Linked DNA regions of Triticum aestivum: region 1 is linked to region 2. Evidence: chromatin contacts called from public Hi-C data. All regions are on one chromosome and are shown on one strand. Each heading gives the region's core, a stretch centred on a gene start, on an enhancer-like site or on the middle of the called end of the contact. The rest is flanking DNA. Distances are from core to core; before and after follow the strand shown. Region 1 holds the start of LOC123168484 (chitinase 2). Region 2 holds the start of LOC123168027 (palmitoyl-acyl carrier protein thioesterase, chloroplastic).

Region 1 (4,792 bases), core at 1,154-3,653, 170 kb before region 2:
TAACTTTTTCCTTTTTTTTCAAATCCACGAACATGTTTTCAAACTCATGAACTTTTTAGAAAATCACTGATAATTTTTAAATTTGTGAACCTTTTGTATGAACTTTTATGGAAGTCTCAAACAATTTTTAAATTTGGTCCAAATTCATGATTTTTTAAAATCAGTAAACTTTTTTGAATTCATGACAAAAATTCAAATATGCCAAAAAAACGAATCCATAATTGTTTTAAATTCATGTACTTTTTAAAAATTGGGAACATTTTAGAAATTCGTGAAATTTTTTAGGATTCATGAATACTATTTGAAATCTGGGGAACATTTCATAAATTCATAAAAAAAATTGTATGTGTTTGGGCCTTGGGCCCTCGCTCATCCCAGGATCCACCCGATATGTGTGTGAGATGGTTTAAGAGGTCACACTCCAATACTTCATTATAAAAAAAATTGTTAAGACATCACACTCAGTGATAGTACCATGCATGGATGTGCCTTCATTATCGTAACTGGAAAAAACTTGTACGCAGGGTCAATACCGTATGTTTGTGTAAGGTGGAATTCTACGCGTACAAGTGGTCTAACAAAAATAATTTGCTGGGAAGTGGCCTAACAAATTAATGTCGGAGAAATGTGCCGACAACCCACGAGGTAAACGGAAATTCGCGCTTGGTGGTCTCGTCCATTGTAATCTAGTCTGAAGTTTCCGCATCAGAACGGATATCATCTGTGTGATGTCGTAGTCGCCTCGGTATACTGTATTCAACTTCGGTGCATGGAAATCTCTGCAGTGTTAAGCCTCAGGCTCCGAAGCAGAGCCGCTGCCATGAGAGCTTGAGTAGCATTTTTTAAATACATGGTCAAATTATTTCTTGCACATTTTATTTTTTCATATACATGACAAACATTTTCACTATATAAGTTTAACATTTTTCAAATGCGTGTTTAACATTTTTCAATTCTGTATGTAAAATGGTTTTATTGTACATATAACTAGAATATTATGAAATATAAGCAAAATACAAAAAGGAAAACACAAGGAAAGAAAGAAAATAAAACGCCGGATGCCCGTGGTCCCCTATGGGCCGGCCCATTATGGGCACTGGTTGACGCGAGCGCTCGCTTCATCTCGCGTGAAGCAAGACATATCAGTGGGTGGTTCCTTCTTCTCAAAAAAAAAATCAGGGGGCGGTTCCTTTATGGCGCGTAGGTCGCTGGGAAGCGCCCTGGCACATAACCCCCCCCCCCCCCACCCCCACGCCACATTGCAAATACCGCGCAAATGCGCACCTCAGGGAATGCAACGATGCAATCTGGATCGGCCGATTTAGTGGCTTTTCTCTCTTACCAGTTTTGAGAAGGTTCTAGAATTGTTGATGAACTGGTTTTTTCAAAAAAAAAAAATCTTGGTTTTCCTTTTTTTATTTACCTAATAAAATCAAATCCACAAACACTTTCTCAAACTCGTGAACTTTTTTGAAACTCATAAATAGTTTTAAAATTTGTGAACCTTTTGCGTTAACTTTTATGATGAAAATCTGAAACAATTTTAAATTTTTTCCAAATTGATGATTTTTGTTAAAATCCGTGTACTTTTTTCCATTTCATGAACAATTTTTAAATCTGCCAAAAAAAATTCAAATCCATAAAGTTTTTGAAATTCATGTACTTTGTAGAAATTAGGAACATTTTTAATTTTCCTGATTTATTCATTTCCTTGAAATTTGGGGAGCATTATATAAATTCGTAAAAAAATTGTATTATGTTTGGGCCTAGGGCCCTCGCTCGTACCACCTAGGATCCACGCGATACGTGAGTGAGATGGTTTAAGAGGTCACACTGCAATACTCCATGCTAAAATTTGTTGACGTCACACTCAGTGATAGTACCATGCATGTGCCTTCATTATGGTAACTGGAAAAAACTTTGACATCCTGTACGCAGGGTCAATACCGTATGCTAGTGTAAGGTGGAATTCTACGCGTAAGAGTGGCCTAACAAAAAAAAATGTTGGAAAGTGGCCTAACAAATTAATGCCCGGGCGAAGAGAATGTGCCGACAACCCACGTGGGAAACGGAAATTCGCGCTTGGCGATCTCGTCCAGTGTAATCTAGTCTGAAATTTCCACATCTGAACGGATATGTGATGTCGTAGTCGCCTCGGTGTACTGTCATCAACTTCGGAGCATGGAAATCTCTCGAGCGTTAAGCCACAGGCACAGAACCGCTGCCATGAGAGCTAAACGTGTGATGTTCCCGCGCGTCGCCCGCGAAGATCCGTCAAAACAACGACACTTCTCACGGATGCGGAAACTAGCAGCACGCCATTGTTGACTCGCTCCGGACGTACGTGGCATGCAAGCGGCCACACGCGAGTCAGCGCACAGCCGCTATAAATTCGGAGAATGCCTGAGCATGCATGCCATTCCATCCACTGAGCTAGATTTCATTCGATCCGTTGAGCTAGCCATGACGAACGGGTACCTCTTCCGGGAGTACATCGGCGCGCAGTTCACCGGCGTCCGGTTCTCCGACGTGCCCGTCAACACCGGCGTCAGCTTCCACTTCATCCTCGCCTTCGCCATCGACTACCTGGCGAGCCAGCAGTCCAAGCCCACGCCGACCAACGGCGTCTTCAAGCCGTTCTGGGACACGGGCAACCTCACCCCCGCCGCCATGGCCGCCGCCAAGGCGGCCCACCCTAACCTGAGCACCATGGTCAGCCTCGGCGGCGACACCGTCCAGAACACCGGCGTCAACGCCACCTACGCCCCGACCTCCGTCGACTCGTGGGTGGCCAACGCCGTCTCCTCCCTCTCCGCCATGATCAACCAGTACGGGCTGGACGGCGTGGACGTGGACTACGAGCACTTCGGCACCGACGTCGACACGTTCGTGGAGGGCATCGGCCGCCTGCTCACCCAGCTCAAGGCCCGCTTCCCCAACATCCGCACCTCCATCGCGCCCTACGAGCTCCCCGTCAACCAGAAGTACTACCAGGCTCTGTGGAGGAAGTACTCCGGCGTCATCGACTACGTCAACTTCCAGTTCTACGGCTACGGCGCCAACACCATCGTCCAGTACTACGTGCAGTTCTACGACGAGCAGGCGCGCAACTACCCCGGCTCCGGCGGCACCAAGTTGCTCGCCAGCTTCAAGACCGGCGACGTCACCGGCCTGCTCTCGCCGGATCAAGGCATCAGCGGGGCCAAGGAGCTCCAGCGGCAGGGCAAGCTGCCGGGGATCTTCATCTTTTCGGCGGATAGCTCTAAGATGAGCCCCTACGGGTTTAAGTATGAGACCCAGGCGCAGCAGATCGTCGCCAACCACTAAGTGGTGGATTCTATCCATGTCTGCGGCGCACAAATAAGACAAGTTTGCTGCATACAGCATATATACGTACGAAGCCATGTATCCCGGATATGTACGGGGACTAAATAAATATCGTGTACGTACTCAATCTTGAATAAGCGGTATTACCATGCAAAAAAAAGAGCTTGAATAAGCGGCACCCTACTTTGGTTTGCTCTGCATGATGTGTCTTTCGTGTGAGTGTGAAGCATGGATGTATGTATGGGACCGCCAATACATCATACGCCTAATTTTTTTTTCTTGTGGCAGTGAGTAAATAGCATAAAACTACCACTTTTCGTTCTATGGTTCTAAAAAACTACCACAAATTTGTTTGTGACTGATAACTACCAGAATCGGCGTCGGCTGTTTCAAAAAACCCAAAACATCCGTGGCTAAGGAATTAAACCGGTTTATGACAGGTCGGGCCCGCACCTAAACGAACCGTTTGTTTGACCGCTAACTTACATGTGGGTCCTACACGTAAGTTTTGTAAAAAAAGCAATCGGTCCCTATAAGTTTTCTGAAAAAGCAATCAGGTTCCTGTGAGTTTTCTGAAAAAGCAATCGGGTCCCCGAGGCAAGGCAACGCTGTCTCCTTCGGTCGGCAAGCCGCGCCGGAGCTCGAGGAGCTCGCCGGCCAACAGCAGCGCCGTCCCCGCTGCTCTGCTGTACGCGCCGGAGCTCGAGGAGCTCGCCGGCCAACAACAGCGCCGTCCCCGCTGCTTTGCTGTACGCGGCGGAGCTCGCCGGCCAACAGCCCCGCCGAAGGAGCTCGCCGGCCAGCAGCCCCGCCGTGAGGATCTCGCCGGGAGCAGTCGTGGCGTCGCCGCGGAGCTCCCTTCCGTCGCCCCGCCGTCGTCCAATGCGTGCGGGGTGGCCGCCGTCGTGAAGGGGCGCGCCGGGGAGAAGCTCGTCGGCGACGAGGCTTGCCGGATCTCGCCGCCTCAAGGCCGCCGAGGCACGGCGTGGAGGTGGCGCAGGAGAGGCATGGCGAGGCGGCGGCCACGGGCGAGGCACGTCGGGGCGGCGGCTGCAGGCAAGGCACGGCGGGGCGGCGGGACCCGACCGCTGCGGCACCCGTCGCCGGCAGCCCCTGCCTTCATGCCCTCTGGAGGTGAGCTCGCCGGTGGTGGCGTGGCAGCCGCTAGGTGGAGGTGGAGCTCCAGTGGGGTGGGAAAGGAGGCGAGGTGGACGGCGGCTGGGAGCTCGCTGGAGGGACCCGATTGCTTTTCATTTTTTTGGCAGGGACCTGATTGATTTTAGGTCACAGATTTGTTGGACAATAAATGCTTACCCATGTAGGTCTATCGATTGTGTTGTCTAGAACCTTAATTTGGACAACACACATTACACTTACCATGGATAATCAACTTAGTAATCAAGTAATCTCAGAAAATATATCATCATTAGGATTAGGCACAAACGAATCTCACCAATCTCTAAAT
Region 2 (4,279 bases), core at 27-2,526:
CACATGATTGAGTGCAGTTTCCTGCATCACACCCAAAAATAGAAAAATATGTCAGTGCCCAATAACCAGATAGAGCAGTCTTGTTACGCCTCGAAACCGCGGCAAGAAACTCACCTGCAGATGGTTCATGAGCGTCTCAATGGACGCCGTCCTGTCGGCCCCAATCTCGTAGGACCTGATGGAGAAGTTCTGCCTGAACATGACGCCGTCGTGTACAATCGTGCCGAAACCCAGCGTGTCGACGAGCATGTCGGGCCGCTTGGGCTTCCAGTCGAGCAGCGTCCACTGCTTCTCGGCGGCCAGGAAGATGGTGGTGATGGCCGCGAGGAGCATGCTCCAGTCGGGCAGCTGGTTGTAGAACGTCCTCGGCTGCGCGGCCGAGGGCATGGCATCGTGCTCCGCGTCCGCCAGCGCCGACTTGCCGCCGCCGCCGTTCACCTTGGGGACGGCCGCGTGGGCGCGCGTCCTGCCGGCCCTCACGGCGGAGGACGACGAGGCCTGCTTCGCGGCCATGCCGCGGACGTCCAGGCTGTCCGGGCGCTCGCCGAGGGCGCTCTTGGGCGGCGGCGGTGCCGGCGGCCCCGGGAAGAAGGCCGCGGCCGCGATGGACCCGGCCATGGGAAGCACGGCTAGAAAGCGCGCGCCAAATCAAATGGCCCGCGAACCGGCGATCTCAGCCTGAATTTCAAACAAGAAAAACATCAGCAACGGTAAAAAAAAGACAGCTAAGAAATAGCATAAGCGCAGTGCAGAGGCGCCATGGAAGCTAACTACTGGCAACAACAGCAGCATACGGGCAGGAACCGAGGGTGAAGGCGAACCGCGCAGTAACGGCAACCAGAGCAAAAGAGAAGAAGATTCAGGCCAGGAAAAAAGAGGCGCCAAACGGAACACCCGAACCCCTCCTAAGCTCGAGATCCGGCGAGGGCAGCAGAGATCCTAACCCCCCGCGAATCCGCGGCTGCCGGGTCCGGAACAGCCAAGCAGCGCCCAGAAAAGAGGCGGCGCCGGACCGACAGCCTCGCCGCATGTTGCTCCCGGGCGTATCCGACCAAGAACCGCCCTCCCCAATGAACGAGTGCGGTGGGGGCGAGGAGACCTACCTTTTCGGGGGTAGGAGGAGACGACGACGGAGGCGGCGGGTCTCGGCCGCGGGCGCCGAGGGGAGAGGAGGCGGGCGGGGCGGTGGTTTGTATTCTGGCGGCTTGGGTCGCGCTGTGTCGGGGCGGGGCCGGGTGCCTCTGTTTTCTCCTCTGTCACAGGGGTAGGGTGTGCTCTGCCACCGCGGACTTTAAAAGGAGACCAGCTTTGTAGGGGGGGTGACGGTTCTGCCCCTGGACTCCCTGGAGTCTGGAGGGCGGACGGACGGATAGGATGGAGTACGAAACAGGAGATGTTGATGTGATCCTACCTGTCCACTCCTCGAGTAATGAACGCTGTGGTGGCTGGTGCTGTGGGCACCGGCACGGGCACGGGAGAGAAACGTGGGAAATTGGGAAATATAGTAAGATCAAGCGGATAGCATGCATGTGGCGCGACCAAGGCCGTGGGATTAAATATTGTTCAGAAACATGTCAAAAAAAATGTATTCATAAAGCATTCTAAAGTCTCTTTTGGATCAAAGGAAAAGTAAAGAAACGCATAAGAATAGGGGGAAAAATACTACGATGGGACTATTCAAGCCTCTGGTTCAAAGAAATGTAGCAAAGTAAAAGTGAAGAAAAAATTTATGTGGTCTCGGATTCAGAGGAAAAACGCAGGAATTTTATAATCCATCGGGACCTCTCTTTCAAAATTCTACACACGAAGAATAAGACTGAGATTCGTAGTGGCACAATAACATGCTAATTATACATTTTCATGTGGTTTGATATGATTTCACTGATTATTAGGATTTCCGCGAACCAAACGCACAAGCCTGCAAAATTTCTACGTTTTCCAACCCTCTGCTTTACATATGCATCAATATCCAATTCTTGTGTTTTTTTTCTTTTCCTGCGTTCTTAGAATCTGTGATCCAAATGACGCATAATGTCGTGCAGCGAACCATGCATAGCTCGGATGACTAAGTTCCTTATGGTGGAATCTGTTCACCCAGGTTCAAGTCCTAAATTTGGCACGGGTGGTGGCATTTTTCTACATTTATTTCAAACTTCAAGGCGTGTCCTGTTGGAAAAAATATTAGAAAACAAAAAAAAATCACTCTACGAACACCCAGGAACAATATGAATATGCATAAACGGTTTGGATCACAATCGTTATCGACTCCGAGTAGCAACGGAAGTAGACGAGTCGGTGTAGATTGTACTTGGAGTCCCTCGAACCGTAGATGAGATCCTGCAAACTGCCCACGAACGATCCCTCGGACGAAAGACCGAAAGCACGGCCTCTCTACTTGGTTGCAAGCGTACGGTCTTCACGATCCGGCAGCGCTTCGCTGTGCAGAGCTAATCGTCGTCGGAGAATTAGAGGGAGAAGATTAGAATCACACCGAACTTCTAATTATGAGGATTAGAGGACCTAAGCTAGGCTCTAATTGATGAACTAGGACCAACTACAACTAGAACTAGAGAACTAGAGGAGGCTCCAAAACTTGTGTATCTAATAGTGTCAAAACCTCTAGTATATATAGGTTTTTTTAGATTATAGTATATATAGGTTTGAGGGAGAGGGAGGACGCCACACAAGGAGGGAAAGAGCCCCTCCTTGCGCGCCGGTCTAGGGCTCCTTCCCTAGTCCAATTCAGCCTCCCCACTTGGAAAAAGTGGGTGCCTCCACTACACGGGCCTATGTGGGCCAATTCTACTTCCATCACTTGGCCTTTTAAGGCCACTTGACCATGAGGAATTATTTGCTGCTAGTGCATTTAGTGAAAATCCAGAGGGAAATCGTTCTATTTGACGTTCTATTTGGAATGCGTCCGTACCACAAAAGATTAAATTATAGCCTGTAAAGCGGTGTCGGGGGCCTTAGCAACGAACCAGTGTAAATCTTATAGGCACCTGCCAACACGTTCTTCTTGTTCTTTGTGTGATAGGGAGATGTAGGGTCATTTCTTGCCCTTGCTACTTGCGGATATGCATTGCGTGTGTTGGATATTATGTGGGAGGTCTGGACACTGCCCGCTCGTTCCGCCCTCGTGGCTACAGGGCATGAGTGGATGCTCACGCTCCTCTCTCGGTGCAATGAGTCAGTTCGCACCATCATGCTTATATGGCGCATATGGTGCTTATGCACGGATTTGGTACATGGTAAGGATATTCCGTCATCGGAAGTATCTGCTGACTTTCTACAGAGTTATTGGATGTCGCTTCAGCTGTTTAGGAAATATACTACAGAAAAAAATATTAAAGGAAAGATGACCAGAGATGATTTACTACCAACACCGGCGATGAACGCCTCATCACCTTCCCTGCCATGCCCTCATCCTCCTGCTGGTCACGTGGCTCTTTCAGTAGATGGTGCTTTTTCTGCCGCTCATGGCAAGGCTGCCGCTGGTATGATCCTCGGAAGACAGGATGGGAGTATAATTTTTGCGGCATACCGGTTCTTATTCAATTGTAATGATGCTTTGGAGGCTGGGGTCCATGCACTGATGCAAGGCATGGCGCTACCAAGTTACATTCAGAAGATCCGGCCATCGTGCAGTCTGATTCCTCGCCAGCACTTACATCCCTGATGACCGACAACGTGGATCGTCCAGTTTATGGTCATCCAGCTGCTGAAATTACAATTTTGATGGAAGATTGGGAGTCATTCCCCTGAAATTTTGCCATGAGCAAAATAGGGTAATAGATCGTTTGGCTGCTTATAATCGCACCGAGTGTAACATTGTTGTATGGCTGCATCATTGTCCTCCTTGACTGTAATCCTATCATTATGGAATACAACTCCTTTTTACCCCCACCAAAAAAAGTACAATCATCGCAAAAAAGAAAAACACGTAGTACAAGATGCAGGTGTTCTCTGCGGAAGGACCAGTCTCGCGTTCCAAACATCGGCCTCGTGGTGGTGTTTGGTTCTCAGGATCATGCCAATCCAAGGATGGGGCCAATGGACGATGATCAATGATAACCCACAAGTATAGGGGATCGTAACAGTTTTCGAGGGTAGAGTATTTAACCAAAATTTATAGATTCGACACAAGGGGAGCCAAAGAATATTTGAAGGTATTATCAGCTGAGTTGTCAATTGAACCATACCTGGAGATTAATTATCTGCAGCAAGTAATCAGTGGCAAAGTAATATGATAGTTTTGATAGTAGTGACAGCAGTAACG

Evidence for each region. Hi-C and Micro-C count contacts between places; a contact is called where the count stands out from the background.
Region 1: a contact with region 2 is called in a Hi-C map of leaf, with 3 times the contacts expected there. The contact joins the promoter of LOC123168484 here to the promoter of LOC123168027 in region 2. A contact is called at or near these places in 3 of 5 Hi-C or Micro-C datasets (leaf and root).

The regions. Positions count from the first base shown.
Region 1 is chr7D:454,059,298-454,064,089 of IWGSC CS RefSeq v2.1, reverse strand. LOC123168484 (chitinase 2) reads left to right here and starts at 2,403. Exons shown (of 1, transcript XM_044586372.1): 1 at 2,403-3,527. The coding sequence starts at 2,410. The coding sequence ends at 3,327.
Region 2 is chr7D:453,885,341-453,889,619 of IWGSC CS RefSeq v2.1, reverse strand. It overlaps LOC123168027 (palmitoyl-acyl carrier protein thioesterase, chloroplastic), which reads right to left and starts at 1,276. Exons shown (of 7, transcript XM_044585890.1): 1 at 1,104-1,276; 2 at 115-678; 3 at 1-21. The coding sequence starts at 618.